Linked DNA regions of Sus scrofa: all the other regions are linked to region 2. The links are chromatin contacts, called in public HiChIP or PLAC-seq maps. All regions are on one chromosome and are shown on one strand. The core of a region is the stretch at or near the end of the contact, and the rest is flanking DNA. Distances in the headings are between cores, read along the strand shown.

Region 1 (3,256 bases), core at 108-2,607, 360 kb after region 2:
AATCAGCAGAGCCATACTTAAGCCAGACTCCCCGCCCCAGGAACCCGCCCAAACCCAGTGCACTGAGCATGCGCTCCGGGCCTAACGCAAATTCCCCCCTCCCTGCGCGCCTTCCCCGCGGCGGGGTCAGTTAGGCTGCTCCGTGTTTCCTCGGAAAAGAGGAGGAAAGCAGCAAGGGAGGAGGGGACCCATTAGAGACAGGGAAGCCGGAAAGGCGGTGTGAGGAACAAGTTCCTCGGAGTCGTGGCTGTAGCTAGCAGCCGCCCTCTCCTGGGTCACGTTGGCCTCGCAGGCCGGCGCGGCTGGGTTTCCCCGGCTCCGAGCCCAGCGGTCCGGCCCGGCCCGGCCGCGGCAGATGCGCACGTCTTGTCACCTCGGCCCCTTGCAGGTTACTGTCCTCAGTTTCTAGAGGAGCTGGGCGAGGCTCAGAAGTTTCGATGGTGACGCAGCAGCTTGTCCCTGCGGGCTGGGGTCTGTCTGCGTGACTCATCTCCGCTCGCAGAGGCTTCCGACCGTTTGCGCGACGCCTCTGGGGGCAGAATGGTGTTTTCTGGCGAAGAAGCGCCACCACGAGTGCGCGGCGCTCCACGCCGGGTCCCAGGCAGCGGCGCCCCGTTCCGCACGGCCGCGGCTTCCGAACCGCTCTGTGCTCTCTGGGTGCCGCATAAAGGCCACCTTCCTGGAACCTCCGTCCCCTCAGGCCCCAGGGAGCTGGGGTGCCGCCGAGCCCGGGCCCCGCCAGTGACCGCGGCGTGCCCAGGCTGCTGGGATTCCGCGGGCAGGGGACCCGGGGTCCAGCTGCACAGGCGCCAGTTCCCAGGACTTGGCCCCGCAACAGCCCCAGGTTGCGCGCCTCCCCGGCCGCATGCGCGGCCCTCGTCTCAGGCTTTCGGACGTGCGGCCTGGGGAGCAGTCGCACGGCGGAGGAAGCCCACCCCAGGGTGCCCACCTGCCCCTGCCCAGGGATCCACGGTGCCCGCGAGCGGCCGCCTTCTTCCCGCGCCGGGCCCCACTAGCCAAGGGACCTGCCGGGCCCGCCGTCCCGCCGCGCCGGCCCCTCCTCCGCCCGCCCCGCCCCGCGCCGCGCCGGACACCCCGCCCCGAGGAGGCGGCCCGGCGAGCGGCTGCCGAGGGAGGCTGGTGGCATGGGGGAACCGCGGCCGCCGCCGCCGCCACACGCACGGTCGCCCCTAGCGAGCCCGGGCGCTGCTCGGAGCGCGGGGGACCGCGGACGCCGAGGGGGGCGGCTCGGGGCGTGACACCGAGCAGAGGGCGCGGCCCGGGCTGCGCCGCCCGGACGCGCGGCGAGCGGCGGGGGGAGCAGGCGGGCGGCGGCGCCGGGAGCCGCGGGCGGGCCGGGCCGGGCCGAGCGCCGAGGGCGCACCTGGCGGCGGCGCGGCCCGGCGGGACTGCGGGAGCAGCAGGCGCGGCGGCGGTGGTGGCGAAGATGTCGCAGCCGCCGCTGCCCCCCGCCTCGGCGGAGACTCGGAAGTTCACCCGGGCGCTGAGTAAGCCGGGCACGGCGGCCGAGCTGCGGCAGAGCGTGTCGGAGGTGGTGCGCGGCTCGGTGCTCCTGGTGAGTGCGGGACCACGGAGGGAGGCGGGCGGGCGGGCGGGCGGTCGCCTCCTTCACGCGCCTTTAAGTCGGTCCGGCCGAGGCAGAGCTGCCGACCCGGCTGGGTCTGCAGGATTAAGAGGTGATGGGGAAGGAGGGGGTGTTGGACAGGGCAGAAGGGAAGGTCCTGGAGGGCCAGCAACTTCCAGACCCCTACCTTGCGCCCAGGGATCCTCTCCCCGCTGCTGCCCCTTCCCTCCAGGGAAATTTCCTGGGAGATCGCCATCTGCCTCGTCTCCCCGCAACCCCCAAGTTTACTACCTCTGACAACTGAGAGATGATTCTCTCCTTTCCCCCTCCCCTCCCACGGCCCCCTTCTCCCTTATTCTGGAGGGACTTGGCATCTGTGGCCCGGAGGGGCTCAGGAGAGTGGATGTGGGGGACGGGGGGCTTCCTCTTCCAGTCCGTCACCCAGGGTGGGAGATGGCCCTGCGGACCCTTGGGTGGGCTAAGCTCCACAAGGGAAGGGATTCCGCATCCTTTCCGCTTCCTCCCCCAGCCGGCATCCTGAGATTTGGTCACCTCCGATGAAAGGTTGGTGAAGGGGCTTGATAGCCTTTGGGGACTAGAGCACTGGTGCATATTACTACGAAGTTTGGGGATTTGGGGCAAGTAGCCCTGAGATTAATCCGGTCAGAACAGAACGTCTTTTGAGAATAGGCCTCTGGGTGTGAGGAAGATAAAGTTTTAAATCAACTTTTCCACTGCTGGGACTGGTCCTGCTATATTTGGAAAAGCAGTGCACCCGGATCCCTGGGATGGTGCGGAGAGAGGAGATGTTGGAGCAGCAGCGTGCTCTCCTGGGCAGCTGGAAACTTTTAGCAGCTCCTTGCTTTGGCTCTGGCATTTGTTTTCTTGAAAGGGGCTTGTTTGTGGGTGGGTGACTTGTGCTTGTCGGAACCATGCAGGAAGCTGGGCCTTAGAGGTGAACCTCTGGGCTTTGTGGGGGTATTGACCGTGTGCAGAGCTAGGTCCTGTAGGACAGGGCCTAGCTCGTCTCTTTGGTGGTGGATAGATGCTCTTCTTGGGCAGACACGGAATGACATGACTTACGTTTGTGGAGATTGGAGAGGAAGCTTCACTGATTTCTGTAGCCAGTGGGCTATTTAATTTTTCTCTCAATAGCTCCGCACACTCACTCTAGATTCCTCAAACTCCAGTTTGTTCAGTATTAAGGGCTTTTAATTTTTCTGCTTTTACTGAAGTTTGTCATTTGATGGTAAGAAGTAGAGCACGAATTGAGACTAGACCAAAACCTGGGATCCCTTCCGTAACCTGAGCTAACCACAGCTGCCTTGGCTTAAGTAGCATGTTCTGCATCTTCCTGACTTTTGCAAGTGTGAGTATATTTAGGACAAAGCCCACAAACATCTGTGGCATCTTTTTTGTTCCGAAAGGAAACTTAGTTCTTTTCACTGGGGGCACTGTCCTCATTAGAGATATGAGGCAAAAGGAATAAATAAGACGTATGGCCGTGACATGATGTGGACAGACTCGGCCTGGAGAGGAGGTGCTGGTTTAATAGACAATTAGGGTGAGCACAACCCTGCTCATTAATGATGTGCAACAGTCCTTGAATTCAGCAGCCTTCTGTTGGACGCCGGCCCACTGATGGCCTGGTAGTGTCCATTCTCGTGTGTG
Region 2 (2,962 bases), core at 195-2,694:
TGTCAACCATCACAGCAATTCTTTATTAATGCACTTTACGCGGCTCTGGGTGTTAAATTCCACAAATAAGGAAGTAATCGCTAATCGTGAGGTTTAAAATGCCAAAAACCTAGAAAGAACGAGCTCGTAACCAACCAGGAGTTCTAGAAAAGTAGCAAACTGGCAGCAATGAACTTAAAAGTTGCTGGAAGACCTGGCCGCCCCCTTCCTTGCAGAGCGTGACCGGGCTGTAAGCGAACACCCCCAACTCGTGGAACGCTCGCTGACCTGCACGCATCCAACTCCAAGGGAGCGCCGGACACGCACAGTCCCCGTTTCAGGACAGCTGCACACACACTAGCTCTCGGCCAGACGGGAGGAGAGCCCGAGGCCCACCGAGTCCTGCAGAATCCACCCCGCTACCAGGCCGTTCCGGAGCCTCCGGCGCACAGCCGCGCCAACCCCAAGCGCTTCTGGGGACACTGGACCGCACCCACTGCTACGCCCCCTTCCCCTCGGGCCCCGGCCGCCCAGGCACGGAGAGGCTTCCCCTTCCGACAATGCACCCGGGGGTCCGTCAGGCCGCACCCACCTTGCACTCGTCGCTCTTTTTTTCTACGTCGCAGAAGTTGACGGGCGCCAGGCCGGGCAGGTAGAAAGCGGCGCCCCGACGCGGGCCCGGGGCGGCCCCCAGCAGGAGCAGCGACAGCAGCCACAGCCGCGGCCACCGAGATGGAAACGACGCCGACAGCCTGGCGCTCATGACGGCTGTTCCGGGGAAAGGGCAGCCGAGCCGCGGGGGTGAAGAGGGAAGGAGGGACGGGGAGGCTCGGAGACGAGGACCAGGCCGCCGGAGCTGAGGGAGGCCGGCCCCGCGACGGACAGTTCCGGTTGCGCTAGGAGACACCACGGGTTCCGCAACAGAAACCGAACCGGGCCTCGACGGAGCATGCGCAACGCCGCCTGCACATGCTCAGTGAGAGCGGCCGCAGGCGCCCCCAGGAGTTTCCGGGAGCCGGAGTGGAGGAAATCCACTTTCCAGGTTTTCAGCGGTCCGGCTGGAGTGGTTGCTGTGAGGGAGGTTCCAGCACTCACGTTCCGATTCCAAATTCCGATCTAGAGCTCCCTTGGGGCCCGGCGCCGGCGCCGCAAGCTTTCTGCTTTGTCTCAGTTTCCCGCGGTTTCCGCACCCCAGTAAGCAAAGCAGTTCCAGCAAAATAGGAATCTGGTATCATCATCCTTGAGCACGTCTCTGTTGCTTTTCCTATTGAAGTGATGCCATGCCCTTCTTTGCTGTATACAGACGGATTTGTTTGTGCAGTGCATTTTTTGAGTATTTTTCAGGGAGAAACTTGTGTTTTTTGGTTTTTGGCAACACCTGAGGCATGTGGAAGTTTTGGGGGCCAGGGATCAAACAGGGGCCACAGCAGTGACCATGCCAGGTCTCTCACCCGAGGAACTCTGAAACTTGCTTTTGGTGACCAAAAAAAAAAAAAAAAAAAAAAAAAACAGAGAGAGGGAGAAGAGAAAAAAATGCACAAAAGTTGTGAGTTAAGTTTTATTCAGGAAATTTACTGAGGACTGTAGCGAGGGAGACAGCCTCTAAGCTCTGAGCAACTGCTCTGAAGAGGTAAGGGAGAAGCCAGAATATATATGGAAAAAAAAATCAAAGATTACTGATAATCAGGAAGAAAAGACATCTCAAGTTAAGGATTAGTGCTTTTCTAGGTATGAGAAGATGCAAGAATCTGGGTTCACTGAAATTATTCCCTAGATATCCTCTTAACTATCCAGGGTCAGTATCCAGAGCACAGTATACTCCCGTTTTTCTCCATCCTGAATTCCCCTCAGGGCACCCTGTCGGTGGGGGACTGGTTTGATCATTGTAGAAATGGAATGGTGGACAGTCTTTGTTTAAAAAGTCAATTCAGCTGAACCTTGGAGTTCAATCGAATACTTCAGAAGATGGTATTCATGTAGACTTTCTAGCAAGGAATCAACCCAGAAGTACTTCAGCTGAGAAATCAAACAGGGGCACGTTTACTAGATGGACAATTCAGAAATTTGTGGGGCCCCAGGCAATCCTATCTAAATTCTTGTGGGTATCTGCACGTTTTCTCCTGGACAGTTTATAACATTAAATTTTCAAAGGAATCTATGTGCAAAAAAGGCTAAGGACCACTGTTCTATGCTGGGGAGTAAGCAGAACATGCTCGCAAAGATAGTTCCCACTAAGAACTCCAGCTTTGGAACAGCACTATTAACTTATGGGGACCTTGAGCAAGTTAAATCATCAAGTCCCAGGAAGTATAATAGGATGTCCATTGCGAATGAAAAATGGTACCTGCCATATCCGTCATCAGAGGATGTTGCAGCCATGAAGACAGTACAGCCCCGGCTGACAGTGAGCCCTGAGGGAACTCAGGATGGAGACAAACTGCCAGGCCCTCAGCCACTGCAGCTACCGCCAACTGTGCACCCTGAGGGGATTCCGGATGGGGAAAAGCAGGATACTGGTCCTGGATAGCTAAGGCGCATACTGAAGGAGTATTTCCAGTGAGGCCAGACTCCTGCATCTTCCCATACAAAGAACAGTGCTAAATTTAATTAACTCAAGATGTCTGATTTTCTTTAACCGTAATCTTTTAAAGTTCTTACTACCTGGTCTTTCGCAAAAACAGCCATTATATCCTGGCTTCTCCCTTGCCTCTTCAGAGCAGTCCTCAAAGCTATCTGAAAGGCTTAAGTCCTCAATTCTGTCCGCCAGATAAAACATAATTCTCAACTTTAAGGTGGTGCATTTTTTTCAGTCAACACCATATTCTTTAAGTGGTTGTGAAGATTAAGGGGCAAGGGTTAAGCACTATACAGAGGAAAGGCATCAAGTGTTATAATAGAAACTGCAGGTGTAGGGGGTGGGGGTGGTTGGGGGGCCTGAGCAGTTGGATTGTATTTAGGTCACTTCTCCTTTGAGCAAACAATT
Region 3 (2,824 bases), core at 261-2,760, 260 kb after region 2:
ACTGCAGTTGTTGCATGCCTAATCTCGGCACTGTTTAGTTAGCATACATGGCACCTTACCAAAAGTCAATGAAGCCACTTCAGCAAGAAAAAGAAAGTTCTTTAAAAAGCTATATATACTTCTTCGCTCTCTATCTTCTGACCACACTGACAATCCAAAAAAAACAACATCCAGCAGAAATGTTCCTGCTTTCCTGCCAAACTACTTCCAAACTTGCTCCCACTTTGAAGTACTTTAATTAGTTTTTGTTTATCTAAAAACTCCTAAGGGAGACGGGGGGCGTAAAAAAAAATCAAAGTAAATCTAAAGGGTCAGCTCCAGAAGCAGAGGCTGTAATTTGCATCGTTTGGGGAAAAGCCAGCTTGGTCCCTCTGCAGCCTAAATGAATGGAACAAGGTGATGGGGAAGGGGGCGAGGTTCCAACACCACCTCCACTCGGACAGCCTCTACTTTCTACCTGGCAGGCGCGCCGCTGAGGGCAAGGGGCAGGGCCAGGAGAACACCAGAACAACCCAGCCCGACCCTAACCGCCTGGCCCACCTGCAGCACCCCGGGAACACCTGAGCATCGCACCTGGGGCTCACAGGTGGGGGGGCTGGGGGCGGGACTCACTCCCACTCGCCCCTCCAGGCCGAGGTGGGGGCGGTGTCCGCTGCCCCGCCACAGACAGGAACTACCAAGGTTCTGGCAAGGGGATGGAAGATCGGCCCCCAAACCTCCTGCAGCCCCGAGAGTCCCCGCAGCCACCAGTCTCCTCAAGGAGCTGCCCAAGGTGGCGTGGAGGAGCCAGCCAGGATGGCGGCGGCCGGTACTCACAGAGCCCACTGGAGCCGGTGCTGGTGAACATGGTCCCGCCGGACCCAGAGCCCCCGCGGGGGACAGGGGGAGGGGAAGCGGAGGCGGAGGGAGCCCGGCGACCGCGCAGGCGCACTCCCGGCGGGGCGGTGAATCCGGCAACGCCACTCCACTCCAGGGGCCGCCCGCGAACAGCGCATGCGCAACTCCTTAGCCGCCTCCCTTCCTGCCGGGGAAGGGAAGTGCATCCGCGGCGAGAGGGGCCGCTTCTCTGGCTTTTTCCGACGGCCGCGGGAGCCTTGGAAAAGGAGTAGGATGGTTTGGCAGGAACAAGTGTAACTCCTGGGAGCCTCACACTAGTGCTTAGCGCTGTCCCCAAGCCCCTCGGAGCCGCGAAAGCAGCGGGTTCCCCTGGAATGCCGGTGCGGGCGCATCCCCGGCGGCGACCTCTAACCTCTCGCCGGACGGGACGCCCGGCGCGCACCACGCATGCTCAGTCCTCCCGTGCCGGCTCCTGCGCTCGCTCCCCTGCCGACTGCTGACAGCTTGTCTCGAGTTCCGGTGTCCAGCGAAGTGCGAGAGGCAGCTCTGCGGACGCAAGGGGAGCAGAGCTGGGAGGCCTTCCCGGTCGCTGAGAGTAGGGCTGTCCTGCTGCCCCTCCGTGTTCCCCATGTCGGTTCCGCGCGAAATCCCCAAAAAAGTGCTGAGGGTCGTGGCCCCTGGACCCTCATTCCTCTCCGCCGCGGTGGCCGGTGTCCAGGTGTCCCAGGCGCAGTGCGTCTGTGACGGAGCAACGGTGCTCCCCACATCTCTGCCCTGGAGCCCTTCTGGACCCATGCTGTTTAAATTGTTTTCCCTTGCAAAAGTTTTACTCCCTGCTAAAGCAAAGTTACAGTTTTTTAAGTGAGTTTGAGCTTGGAAACTTTAATGTTGTGCAGTCTTTAAGAAATACATACGGTGGAATTGACCAACTACGAGGCTGAACGAAAAGGATAGGCTACAAAATTATGTACAGTATACTCTTCAAAAAAAAAGGTAGTATTTGACTGCTTGTATGGGCCAGGCACTGGGCTAAATGTGAACTTTGCAGATCAATAGAACACAGTTCCTGCCCTTAAGGAGAGGTGCCAGTGGGCCAAAATATTACCATTTATACTGTGTAAAGTGACTTTTCTTTAGGCTTTATTTGTAAAGTTTGTTCACACTTTTGAAATACATATTATATTTAGCTTGAGATTCATCTAGTTGACTTATTTTGCCATAAAAATGATACTTTCAGGGTATCATGTTTGCAGAAAGCCCTTGGCGGTAGCCAGCATAGGACCTCCTGAGTGGTTCTCATGGTAGGTGTGGGAACCACCATCCCTCCACTTAAGCAGTACAAAAGGCTAAAGGTATCTTTACAGTGGTACAAAGACATTGTTTGCCATTTACTCTTAAATCACTCAGGAGTATACAGAAGAGTTTCCTTCCCTCTGTACAATTGGAAAGATTGATTAACTTAACCAGTATTTTCCAGGTGACCAGTACATGATGTCACAAAACTATGCATGGCAAATGAACCTATCTACAGAACAGAAATAAACTCAAACAGACATGGAGAACAGACCTGTGGTTGTCCCAAGGGGGAGGGGAGGGAGTGGGGTGGACTGGGAGTTTGAGGTTAGTAAATGCAGACTATTAAATTTAGAATACATAAGGAATGAGGTTCTGCTGCATAGCACAGGGAACTATATCCAATCTCTTGTGATAGAACATAATGTAAGATATCAGAAAAATATATATATATATGAATGACCGAGTCACTTTGCTGTACAGCAAATGTTGACACATTATAAATCAACTGTACTTTAATAAAAAAAAAAAAAACTCGGAGTTCCCGTCGTGGCGCAGTGGTTAACGAATCCGACTAGGAACCATGAGGTTGCGGGTTCGATCCCTGCCCTTGCTCAGTGAGTTAAGGATCCGGCGTTGCCATGAGCTGTGGTGTAGGTTGCAGACGCGGCTCGGATCCTGCGTTGCTGTGGCT

The links. HiChIP or PLAC-seq counts read pairs in DNA pulled down with a chosen protein or histone mark.
Region 1: a contact with region 2 is called in an H3K27ac HiChIP or PLAC-seq map of alveolar macrophages. The contact joins the promoter of DOCK9 here to the promoter of TM9SF2 in region 2. A contact is called at or near these places in 1 of 5 promoter capture datasets (liver), 1 of 47 Hi-C or Micro-C datasets (liver) and 2 of 2 datasets of contacts at active chromatin or transcription factors (alveolar macrophages and skeletal muscle).
Region 3: an H3K27ac HiChIP or PLAC-seq map of alveolar macrophages shows a contact between it and region 2, with 4 times the contacts expected there. The contact joins the promoter of UBAC2 here to the promoter of TM9SF2 in region 2. A contact is called at or near these places in 1 of 5 promoter capture datasets (liver), 4 of 47 Hi-C or Micro-C datasets (heart right ventricle, liver and skeletal muscle) and 2 of 2 datasets of contacts at active chromatin or transcription factors (alveolar macrophages and skeletal muscle).

What each region holds. Positions count from the first base shown.
Region 1 is chr11:68,050,453-68,053,708 of Sscrofa11.1, reverse strand. It overlaps DOCK9 (dedicator of cytokinesis protein 9), which reads left to right and starts at 1,357. Exons shown (of 53, transcript XM_021065834.1): 1 at 1,357-1,576. The coding sequence starts at 1,448.
Region 2 is chr11:68,406,316-68,409,277 of Sscrofa11.1, reverse strand. It overlaps TM9SF2 (transmembrane 9 superfamily member 2), which reads right to left and starts at 1,444. Exons shown (of 17, transcript XM_021065854.1): 1 at 572-1,444. The coding sequence starts at 742.
Region 3 is chr11:68,143,521-68,146,344 of Sscrofa11.1, reverse strand. UBAC2 (ubiquitin-associated domain-containing protein 2) reads right to left here and starts at 1,510. Exons shown (of 10, transcript XR_002336734.1): 1 at 817-1,510.